Regions from separate parts of the Rattus norvegicus genome. Here region 1 is linked to region 2. A link is a contact called in public Hi-C data. All regions are on one chromosome and are shown on one strand. Each heading gives the region's core, a stretch centred on a gene start, on an enhancer-like site or on the middle of the called end of the contact. The rest is flanking DNA. Distances are from core to core; before and after follow the strand shown. Region 1 has its middle 71 kb from the start of Trnap-agg90. Region 2 overlaps Ndfip2 (Nedd4 family interacting protein 2).

Evidence for each region. A called contact is a pair of places that touch in the nucleus more often than the background predicts.
Region 1: a Hi-C map of liver shows a contact between it and region 2, with 5 times the contacts expected there. The contact joins two enhancer-like sites. A contact is called at or near these places in 2 of 12 Hi-C or Micro-C datasets (hepatocytes and liver).

What each region holds. Positions count from the first base shown.
Region 1 is chr15:88,560,285-88,565,194 of GRCr8, reverse strand. No RefSeq gene overlaps it. Among named protein-coding and RNA genes, the nearest start is that of Trnap-agg90, 71 kb to the right of the region's middle. Within about 2 kb of position 3,479, at least 1 of the 93 cell types and tissues checked has an H3K27ac peak or open chromatin away from gene starts, as enhancers often do. A contact at or near this core is called in liver, where this site is marked.
Region 2 is chr15:88,494,513-88,499,377 of GRCr8, reverse strand. Ndfip2 (Nedd4 family interacting protein 2) reads right to left here. Exons shown (of 8, transcript NM_001108390.2): 6 at 4,446-4,512; 7 at 1,431-1,536. The coding sequence ends at 1,433. Among named protein-coding and RNA genes, the nearest start is that of Trnap-agg90, 5.7 kb to the right of the region's middle. Within about 2 kb of position 3,302, at least 2 of the 93 cell types and tissues checked have an H3K27ac peak or open chromatin away from gene starts, as enhancers often do. A contact at or near this core is called in liver, where this site is marked.

The sequences.
Region 1 (4,910 bases), core at 2,230-4,729, 66 kb before region 2:
ACTTCCTTCCTTCCATATCCATATGGTGACTTGATCTTGCAAGGCAATTTTACCTACAACTGCCTCATGCTATCTTTGGGTTAAGTAATGAATAGCGAAGGGATTATCATTCCTTTACAAAAATAAAGCCATAGACTCCTATGAAAGTTAAGGACACACTTAAGTTAGTGCTGGTATCAAACAAGATTTGAAGACCAACTGCTCAATCCTAGCTAATGTTCTTCCACAGACCAACTAGAAGTGCTTTTTCTTCCAGGATCTCAATTGACCCCCTGATTACCACACGGTCCTCTAGTCTTCTGTCTAGAGACTTGTTTCCCTTTGTGGTGTTCACCACAGATAATTATGGAAACTATGCCCAAGCCCCTGATTCACAAAGATGTAGGCATTTTGCTTTGCCAAGGTTAGTCTACTCACTAACAAACAAACATAACTGTCACAAAACCGAATGTGAAATCTAAGGGCTGCAGCTGACAGAGGTGGGGCAGTGGGCAGAGGAAACCTACTCATATGAAGCAGTCAGGAAAGTCCCTCATCCCTGTCAGCACTTCAGCCAAGACCTGAGATGGAGTGAGAGTGCTGTGAAAAGACAGGGTTGGTATTCCCAAGGTGTGAGTCCCCGGGGGCAAGGAATCAGAGTGGAAGAGAGGAGAGGCCGGAGCGAGTGCATTGTGGTGGGGGAGGCAGCAATGGGCTGATGAGCTTGGGATTTATCTGATTTATAGCTGCGATTCAGTGAAAACATCTTAGCAAAAGGTTAAGGTTGGGTTTTATTTTTTCCTCGGTGCTATGGAGAAAAGAGAGGAAGAGGCAGTGGTGGATGGGTAATGGCAGAGAGGCAATGTCGAGAGTCCAGGACTCCACAATGGACAGAGTCAAGGATAGAGCGCAGATGTGCTTTGGAAGGTGAACAGCAGGAGATGCAGGCTACGGTTTGTCGGTTTTTGCAGCAGCCCTACAAAGGTGGTATCTCTTCTGAATGCCTGACCACCTTCATTGTGAACCTGGCTAAATATATATATATATATTCGTCTTATACCCAGAATCAGACAGAAACTCCAGAGAAGCGAGCTGCGGTCACAGTTATCACTCGTAAGGATGTGAACTCTGCAGGTTCACCAAGTTGAAGTCACCTGGCTCATTTGCATACGTTGCACAATGCAGGAAACATAACGCATCCTATTCAACTAGTCTGTGAAAGGATTGCATCACGGGGATGTAGTGAGACAATACGTTATTGTGTATGCAGAACAATAAAGACACATGTGAGAAAAGCTAGCAGACACAAATTTGCCACAAAGAAAATGTACAATCAATTTGGGAAAACTGGTTTGTTTTTTTTTTAACTAATAAAGAACTAGGGTTTTCTTGATTCTGAAAAATAAAAGATTAGAAAGTAAAGGGCTGAGGTCACAGAAAACAGTGGGGCAGAAGAGTCTTTATTGACAGGTAAATAAATGACCACTTGTTATTGGCATGGTAATATTAAAGGCAGGACAAGTATATCACCACTGAATGGCTCACCAAAGAATCCACCACAGAAAAGCTTAGCTTGATCCATTTGTCTGCTAAACACCTACCTGCCTTCTAGCATTCAGGCAACCTTCAAATAACTATCTGGGTTGTAATGAGAGGATATTTGATTAATTGAGTCAAACACTTCACTTATACCTAGTTTCTGTTTTACCAAGGAAGAGAAAAGAACATTGACTCCCTTGTAGGAAGGCACTGGGGTGTGTTTCTAGCTCTGAGAAAGGACATGTGTGTCTGACATCTAGGAAGGGAATAAACAATGCCACAAGGCAGTGAGAACCAGTGCCCACCCTGTGGCCAGAGACTTGAGTGCAGACTCGTCCTGAGCTGAATGACCAGAGTTGTTATGAAGTAGCCATGCTGGGCTAAAAGGGCAACAGGTGGAACTGAGACGCGGCGTGTTTTGTCAGGCATGGAACTTGAATTCAAACCAACCTGACAAGTCATGCTAACCCATACCGGGACCCGGCATAGAAACACATGAAGACCAACTACAAGAAAACAAAAGGAAGGCTCCGTCTTCCGAGCTTGCTCTAGCAAGCCACCATCGAGTGGATTTCTCAATTCTAAGTTGCCTTTTATCCCTTAATTTAATGTTTCAGAAATCAATATAATCTCAATAAATAGACACCTTTGCCTACATTTGCACAGACTCAAAGGCATCAGAAAATCGGGAGAGGATGGCCTTAGGGTAAGAGCTTATTGAAGTGTGTGAGAAGTGGGGAAACTGCTCGTTACGGTATAACTATTTGGGTTTCTAGCTTGTTTTTAGACATAGTAGTCTAGCTTTCACAGGCATGACTTGCAGAGAATAGACTGCTTTCCCCAGACAGGTTATTTAAATAATTGGTTGATTTCTGGGGCACTGGATACCAAAACAGGTCAGAGATCTACCTTACATGTGCCTTGGTCCCTCTCCACTTGTATATTTCAGTCGGTTGTTAGCTTCCAGAGATTTTTTCCATATGGGCAGGCAGAGGAAGGTGGGACCTTGGACCAGCAGTAACACCCGACATGAAATGGGTTTTAGCAATACAGGGCAGACAACATACAGTACAATTGTCACCCTAGTTGAAGATCCTTGCTGTGGAACCTCTTTTGGTAAGTATCCAGAATGACTGAGGAAACCTAAGAAAGGAATTCAGTTACTCATGGGCCTGACCTGGATTAAGCGCAAATAGAGAGATTTATGTAAGTCAGCAAAGCAACCAAAAATTATAACAGAATGTGGGGCCTATCAAATGCAGTTATGTGCCATGTATTGATGCCCTAATTCATGATGTGTGCCTATATGGCAGTACACGCCACAGAGCAGGGTGACTACCTGGGGCGTGTAGACTTATACTCTGGTAATCATGAAACAATAAGACCCCGTAATGAATCATTCCTCAGAATATATCATCAGAGCGACCTATGAATACACCATCTTTTCGATGTACCACCTGTAATGTATGTAGTAGTTAATGCTGCATGAACTCTTCCTGGGGAGACATGACCAAATGTCTATTCACTCCACACAGGGTAACAACAACAGACCAAAGTAATCATGCCACTCAAATCTAGGTTAGTGACTCAACAATTTTACTGAACTTACTCCTACACATGGGTGAGGGGTTATTTACAGAGTATGGGTAACCCCAAAACAGTTACCTAAGCATGGACAACAATTTCTCCATAGATTCAGGGTACTGTCACCTCTTCAGCTCTTTAATTAGCTTTGTGCCTCCTATAAACACAAGTACTCTGACACTATGGGTAGGGGCAGATTGTCATTCTGCATGGGGAGAGGTGCAGGGGGGAAAGGCTGCTGTCTCAGGTGTGGATCCAATGGCCAGAAACCTCTTTCAGGGAGGGAAAACAACAGAGCTGCCTTTGTTGAGGGGATCCACTGACTAAAGTGGCAATGGCTTTTGTCCCTACAGGACAGTGTTTCACAAGAGTTCCTCGTTTCAGTACTGTGACAAAATATTGACAGAAGCAAATTCAGAGAGGGAGAAACTCTTCTTGAACCACTGTTTCCAGCCAACATGGCAGAGAGTATGACGTAGGTTTCCTCATGTGCTGGTGGATTGAAGGGCAACATAACCTGCAAAGGTCCAATCATGGAAGCTGGGTTCAGATGGCTGGGTTTCGTATCTTCAAGGCTCCACAGCTTCCAAAGAAAACATGGTCAGCCACCGGAGACAAAGTCTTCACATGAGTTTATGGGACGCATTTCACAACCACATACCACTATACCCGTGAGGGTCTTTAAGCAAAAGCCTTTTGTCATTAAAAGCAGCTAATAAGACAAAGTCTGGAGAGAGAAATTCAAAGATGGCCAGCTCTGCTGTATTCTAAGACCTGCTGTGTAGCTCTTAATTAAAGCATTGTGAGAATATGTAACTGGTTCAGTTTGAGGAACCTAATTCCAAAATCTGCCATTCAGATACTCCTGGTCATCTAGAGGTTAGCTCTCCCCTCCCTCCATGGCCTTTCCTCTTTCTTTTCACCTCTTCCCTCTTGCCTTTCTACCTATCAGGCCCCTTTCCACAGAAATCCCCCACTTTGGAAAACAAGAGTTACCTCAGTGACTGTCTTAGTTAGGGTTTTACTGCTGTGAACAGACACCATGACCAAGGCAAGTCTTATAAAGACAAAATGTTTAGTCGAAGCTGGCTTATAGGTTCAGAGGTTCAGCCCATTATCATCAAGGTGGGAACATGGCAGCATCCAGGCAGACATGGTGCAGGAGGAGCTAAGAGTTCTACATCTTCATCTGAAGGCTGCTAGCAGAATTCTGACTCCCAGGCAGCCAGGATGAGGGTCTTAAAGACCACACTCACAGTGGCATGCCTACTGCAACAAAGCCATACCTCCAAATGGTGACACTCCCCGGGCCAAGCAGACATAAACCGTCACAGTGACACAGTATTAATGAAAAATATCAAGGACAGTCAGGGATATGGATAAAGTCAACAGGATCAAGTTCTGTCTAAAAGACAACTGTCTTCCTTTACCGTTTGTTCAAAGTGAAAGCAGCTTCAAGGAAAAGCAATTTCCTCCCCATCGCTTCCTGGGAAGTGATGGTCAGGTCCCTGTATGGCCCTGGTTACTTGGTACCTGAAGCAAGTACTCCCTCTGTCACCGGGCCTTAGCCAACAGAGGTCCGACTGTTCAATCACTACAGTATCTCAGGAAGTCATTGAAAATCAATTTTAGGGCAACCTCACACAACAGCCAGGTTTTCTGGGGGTGGAAGGAGAGACTTGTGTGAGCTCTGTGGCTAAATCAATGTCCACCAGCTGGTTAGGGGAGGCCAGTTTCCTAGAGCTTTGCCTTCTTCCCCTCCAAAGCTGCGCTCTCCTTAGTTACCCCTTCCTGTGGCAAACTTCTTA
Region 2 (4,865 bases), core at 2,053-4,552:
CATCATTTTACTCTTCCTTTTTCCTCTCTCACTTAAGTCCCTCTTGGAACCAAGGTCTCTTTCTCTTTAACTGTTACCATTATGTGCGTGCATGCGTGCATGCGTGCATGCGTGCAATACCCCCTGCATAATCCATCTAGCGTTACTTACATGTATACAATTTCAAGGCTGACCACCTGGTACTGAATAACACATTAGGTGGCTCATCCCTGGAAAAACTATTTCTCCCAATCTCAGCATTCCTTGGTTGCCTATAGCTTTTGTCTATGGGTGGGACTCTTACAGTAAGTCACATAAGCTGTAAGTGTAAGCAGTCACATCATAAACCACATAGGTTACTTACAGGAAGGAGTATAATCTCTTGGTAGCTATAGTGGATTGGATTGAGGCCTCTCTCCAATATCAAACTCCTCAGACGCATGTCGATAGCATGTTGTGTTGTGTACACAGAACAGGCACACACCTTCTGCTACAGTACATCACCTCTAGTTACATGCAACACTTAATTCAACTTAAAGGCTACACAAATGATCGTTACACAGAATTGTTTTTGAACAGTGGCAAGGGAAATGTACAGAATCAGTATGGACGTAATTCTTTGTCAAATATTTAAAAATCCATGGCTGGTTAAGCAAATAGAAATAGAACCCATAAATACCAAGAAATAAGTGAAGAAACGGTGCCATTGTACGAACAGACTCCTTGGCTGTTTAATAAATGTTGACTGCACCATGACTTCTAAAAACTCCCCAGGTAACTCGAGTTCTCTCCACTCATTTCCTTCTCCTTTTATTATGGGACAAAGGGTTTCTCAGCTGCAAATCTGTGGTCCTTCTATTTTCTCACCAGATGACCGTATGGACTCTGCATTACTTTTTCAGAATTTCCATCCTCACTATGTAAGTATTTTGTTAGAAAAATTATGCTTTTTAAAGTCTTCAAGTTTTGTGCTACCAATCACTTCAAATGTGCTGTGGCAAATCATTAAAGAGGAGTTGAAAAGTAGGATTTAAGTCTCTCTGAGGAGAGTGGTGCACACCTTAACCCCAGTATTTAGGAAGTCCCAGGTTAATGCAAGCCAGAACTACACAGCACAAGCCTGTCTCAAAGACCAAGGGCGCAGGGGAAAGGGCCTGCTTGTTCCACATGCAAGGCTCTGGGCTCGAGCCTGGCACCACAATCAATCAATCAATAAATAAATAAAGCTTTTGATTATGATTTTGTATTTTAAAATTTAAATTCATGAAATTCTACTTAAAATGTTTTATCTAAATTATCTAAAAAGGTCAGCAACTTTCAGTAAACTATTAACAGTACAGTCATAATAAATATACTAAGTAAAACTAAGAGGTACACATTAAATATTTAATATGTGTCTGGAAAATAGGACTAGATTATGACTAAAGAAACATCACATTAGCATTTCTCACCTCTAGAGAAGGAAGAAGTATCTTGTTCTGTGCGCAGCTGCCATACTTTCAGACATGTTTCTGACCTTTAGGTAATTAACAAATCCTCTGAAGAAAAGGAGCAGGCCTAGGAAGAGTGAAATGACAGATACATCCTTACCACCATAAGGGAGCATGACAGAACAGGCAAGCATAATCCCATCCCTTCACTCAAGGAGGTCAACCTGCAGAGTCCATGTATTCTACAGCACATCCTGAACTACAATGGTAACCACCATGATAAAACACACTATATCTTTCAATTTCTTAATCCTAACTGTAACGAAATTAAAGCAAATGTAAGTTATAAACCAAAACCACACAGAGAGCGTGAGCAGTGACAACTTACACGGCCAAGTCTGTCCATCTCACAGGAGTCACTCCTACACCGCCTACCTTTTATTACACTTTCCAATGACTCCAATGCTGGGCAAATGAAGGCGGTTGTTGTCAAAGTAATCCGACAAAAATGAGTGTACACAGATGTTAACAGTACAGATAAAAAATAAGACTGTCTGGCAATATAAAGTGTCGGCCACTTGTGAAATCTACATTCAAAGATGGACAAGTTTTTAAGTTTTTATTTTTAACTAATAAAAGACTTGTATCAAAAACTAAGACGAGTCAGGATGGTCTCTGGGAAGTAGTCACTCTGGTGATGTCTTTGTGATTTAGATGGCTGAGGTAGCTTTCTAAGCAAAGCACTATTTTTTCTTTTCTTTTCTTTTTTTTTTTTTTTTTTTTTTTGGGAGCTGGGGACTGAACACTGAGCTAAATCCCCAACCCCGCAAAACACTATTTTTAAAGAATACCCATTTACATCACATGAAACTTTAGTAATTTAAAAAGCAATGCCTGTGAAATGCTTTAGAGTTTCAGATGAAAAAATTCTAGGTAAGTTCAGAAGCATTAATATTATTAGTGCAAGCCTCTGGAATATTTAAGCATCCAGTTTTCTGGGAAGCACTTATTAACTCCAGTAAATTCATGCCCAGAAATAGTGAAGAAAAAACAAAAGCAGAGGCACATGTGTGTGACTTCCTTCACTAGAAACAAAGTGCTTGTGACTATGAACCAATCTTTACCCCACTATCAGGAAGTAGTCCGAGCACACAGAAGAGCCTGTAACAACAGTCCAGAGAGAAGGTGAGCACACACTGTAACAACAGTCTAGAGAGGTGAACACACACTGTAACAACAGTCTAGAGAGAAGGTGAGCACACACTGCCTGTAACAACAGTCTAGAGAGAAGGTGCACACACTGCCTGTAACAACAGTGTAGAGAGAAGGTGAGCACACACTGCCTGTAACAACAGTCTAGAGAGAAGGTGAGCACACACTGCCTGTAACAACAGTCTAGAGAAGGTGCACACACTGCCTGTAACAACAGTCTAGAGAGAAGGTGCACACACTGCCTGTAACAGTCTAGATAAGACAGATACACACAAGTGACTAGGTGAAGAACTAGATTTCAGCTAAGTCCAGTCCCACTTGCTATCATACACAAGTCTCTCCATCTGTGATCCCGTCTCTCCAAAGTCTACCCTCATTCCCTACCAGATGCAAGGCAACAGCATAAACACTATTTTCATTTTTTAAATACAAAAGCACTATTGAAAAGCAGCAGACATGTTGGTCCATGGTGGCTGGCTCTTGGTTTGCTCTCCTTAGGCATTTTCTAACGCCAATTCCTTCCTAAAGCCCACCCAGAGGCTCCTAGACTAGCATCCTACCGGTATCCAGCATTGTTTTATGTATGTGACAGCAGCATCATAGTGCTGATGAAGTCTGCATACTCCTGTCAGTAAATGCTAGGCCTTGGCTCTGCGGTGGACCCAGGATCACCGGTGGCACTCTGCCCCACAGTTACCTTCCTCCAACCGCACTCACCCTTATAAATGGGCATCAAAAGCAAATACACACAAGTGTGTTTAAATGCTTCACAGAACTCATAGGGCTTTTGTTTTCAACTTTTAGATAAGAGACTGGATAGAAAGCAAAGAATTCAAGAAGTGAGGACACAATTAACACTATATAAACCCATCTTAACCCTTTATAATTGTGACTCCCCAACCTAGTTACAACAAGAACATAACTTTACCATAATATTACACTAGAAATTTAGTGACCTTAACTGGCTACCAATAATATATTTCCCAAACAACCTTCAAAACACAACGGCCCGACTAAGAACCTACAGAGAAGACTGCCACCTACTGAAACCTAAAAGAATTAAAATGAGTCTCAACAGTCAAGACATTTGAAATATGGGTCACGAGTAGAATATGATGCTAAAATTAACTACCACCTACTATTGAAAACCCACAGATGTCACCAACATAATAAAAATTGTGCCTTACTGAGGAGACAACTAAGCAGAAGTACTGTGATCGTTGGCCATAGAGCCTTTCCCTGCACTGTGGGTTAATGATTAAGGAAAGGCACATTTCAAAAGCACAAAGGTTTCTGTGATCCAAAAACAAGAAGACAGCATTGCATGCAGAAACCCTCCTACATGCTACATTGTCATTAAAATTATACACGTGTGTTTCCTAAGATAATTCATAAAGATAACTATTTTAATTAGGTAGAAACTTCAAACTCTGTAGCACTTACTTATCGTCCCAGCACCTCTGTTCCCTCCGTTGCTAAGGAGCTAAGTGGGGGCAACCTTTACACTAGAATTAGTTCTGCACACTAGGAAGGAACACAACTTACTTGCACTTTATAATTTTAGGACTAGCAGTTAAGCTGAGCAATAAAGAAACACTATTTTAAACTGTACTGCCTTAAGGAGGAACGCTGCTCTGGGCTCAGTCAGTCAGAGAAGATGCACGGAACCCTCAGGAGACTGGAGGCCCCAGGGAGGCTAGAGGCCTGAGGGGAGGGGACGTCCTCAGGAGACGGGCAGGGAGAAGGTATGGGATCTGGAATGTAAATCTGTAGTATAAAAAAATAAAAGATTAAATAAAAAGGAATATAAAAAAATAAACTTACCAAGTACAAGAAATATCCACCAAAGCCAATATTGTCCATTGAAATAGCCAGTAAAATAGTCCGAAAACTATGGGGTAAACATAAATATATTAATCATATTTGTATAACTACATTTGAATATTTGTATTATCCTAGGTTTCAGAATAAATTATCTCTTTAAATAATCTTTAATGCTTAAAAATAGCATATAAAAACAGCACAAAAGGAAAGGGCAGGAATAATACTTAATGGTGAAAAAATTCTTATGCGATTGTAAACTTCCGTAAAGTACTTTATAAACAAAACCTCCAAACTGCTTGCAAAAAGATAAATGCCTAAATGTTATCTATTGGAATCAAACTTTTTTTTTTCATTGAAAAGTCAGTTTCTTATGCAGTCCCAAAGCCACAGCCACATCCCAAATGGGCCAGAGCCACCTGC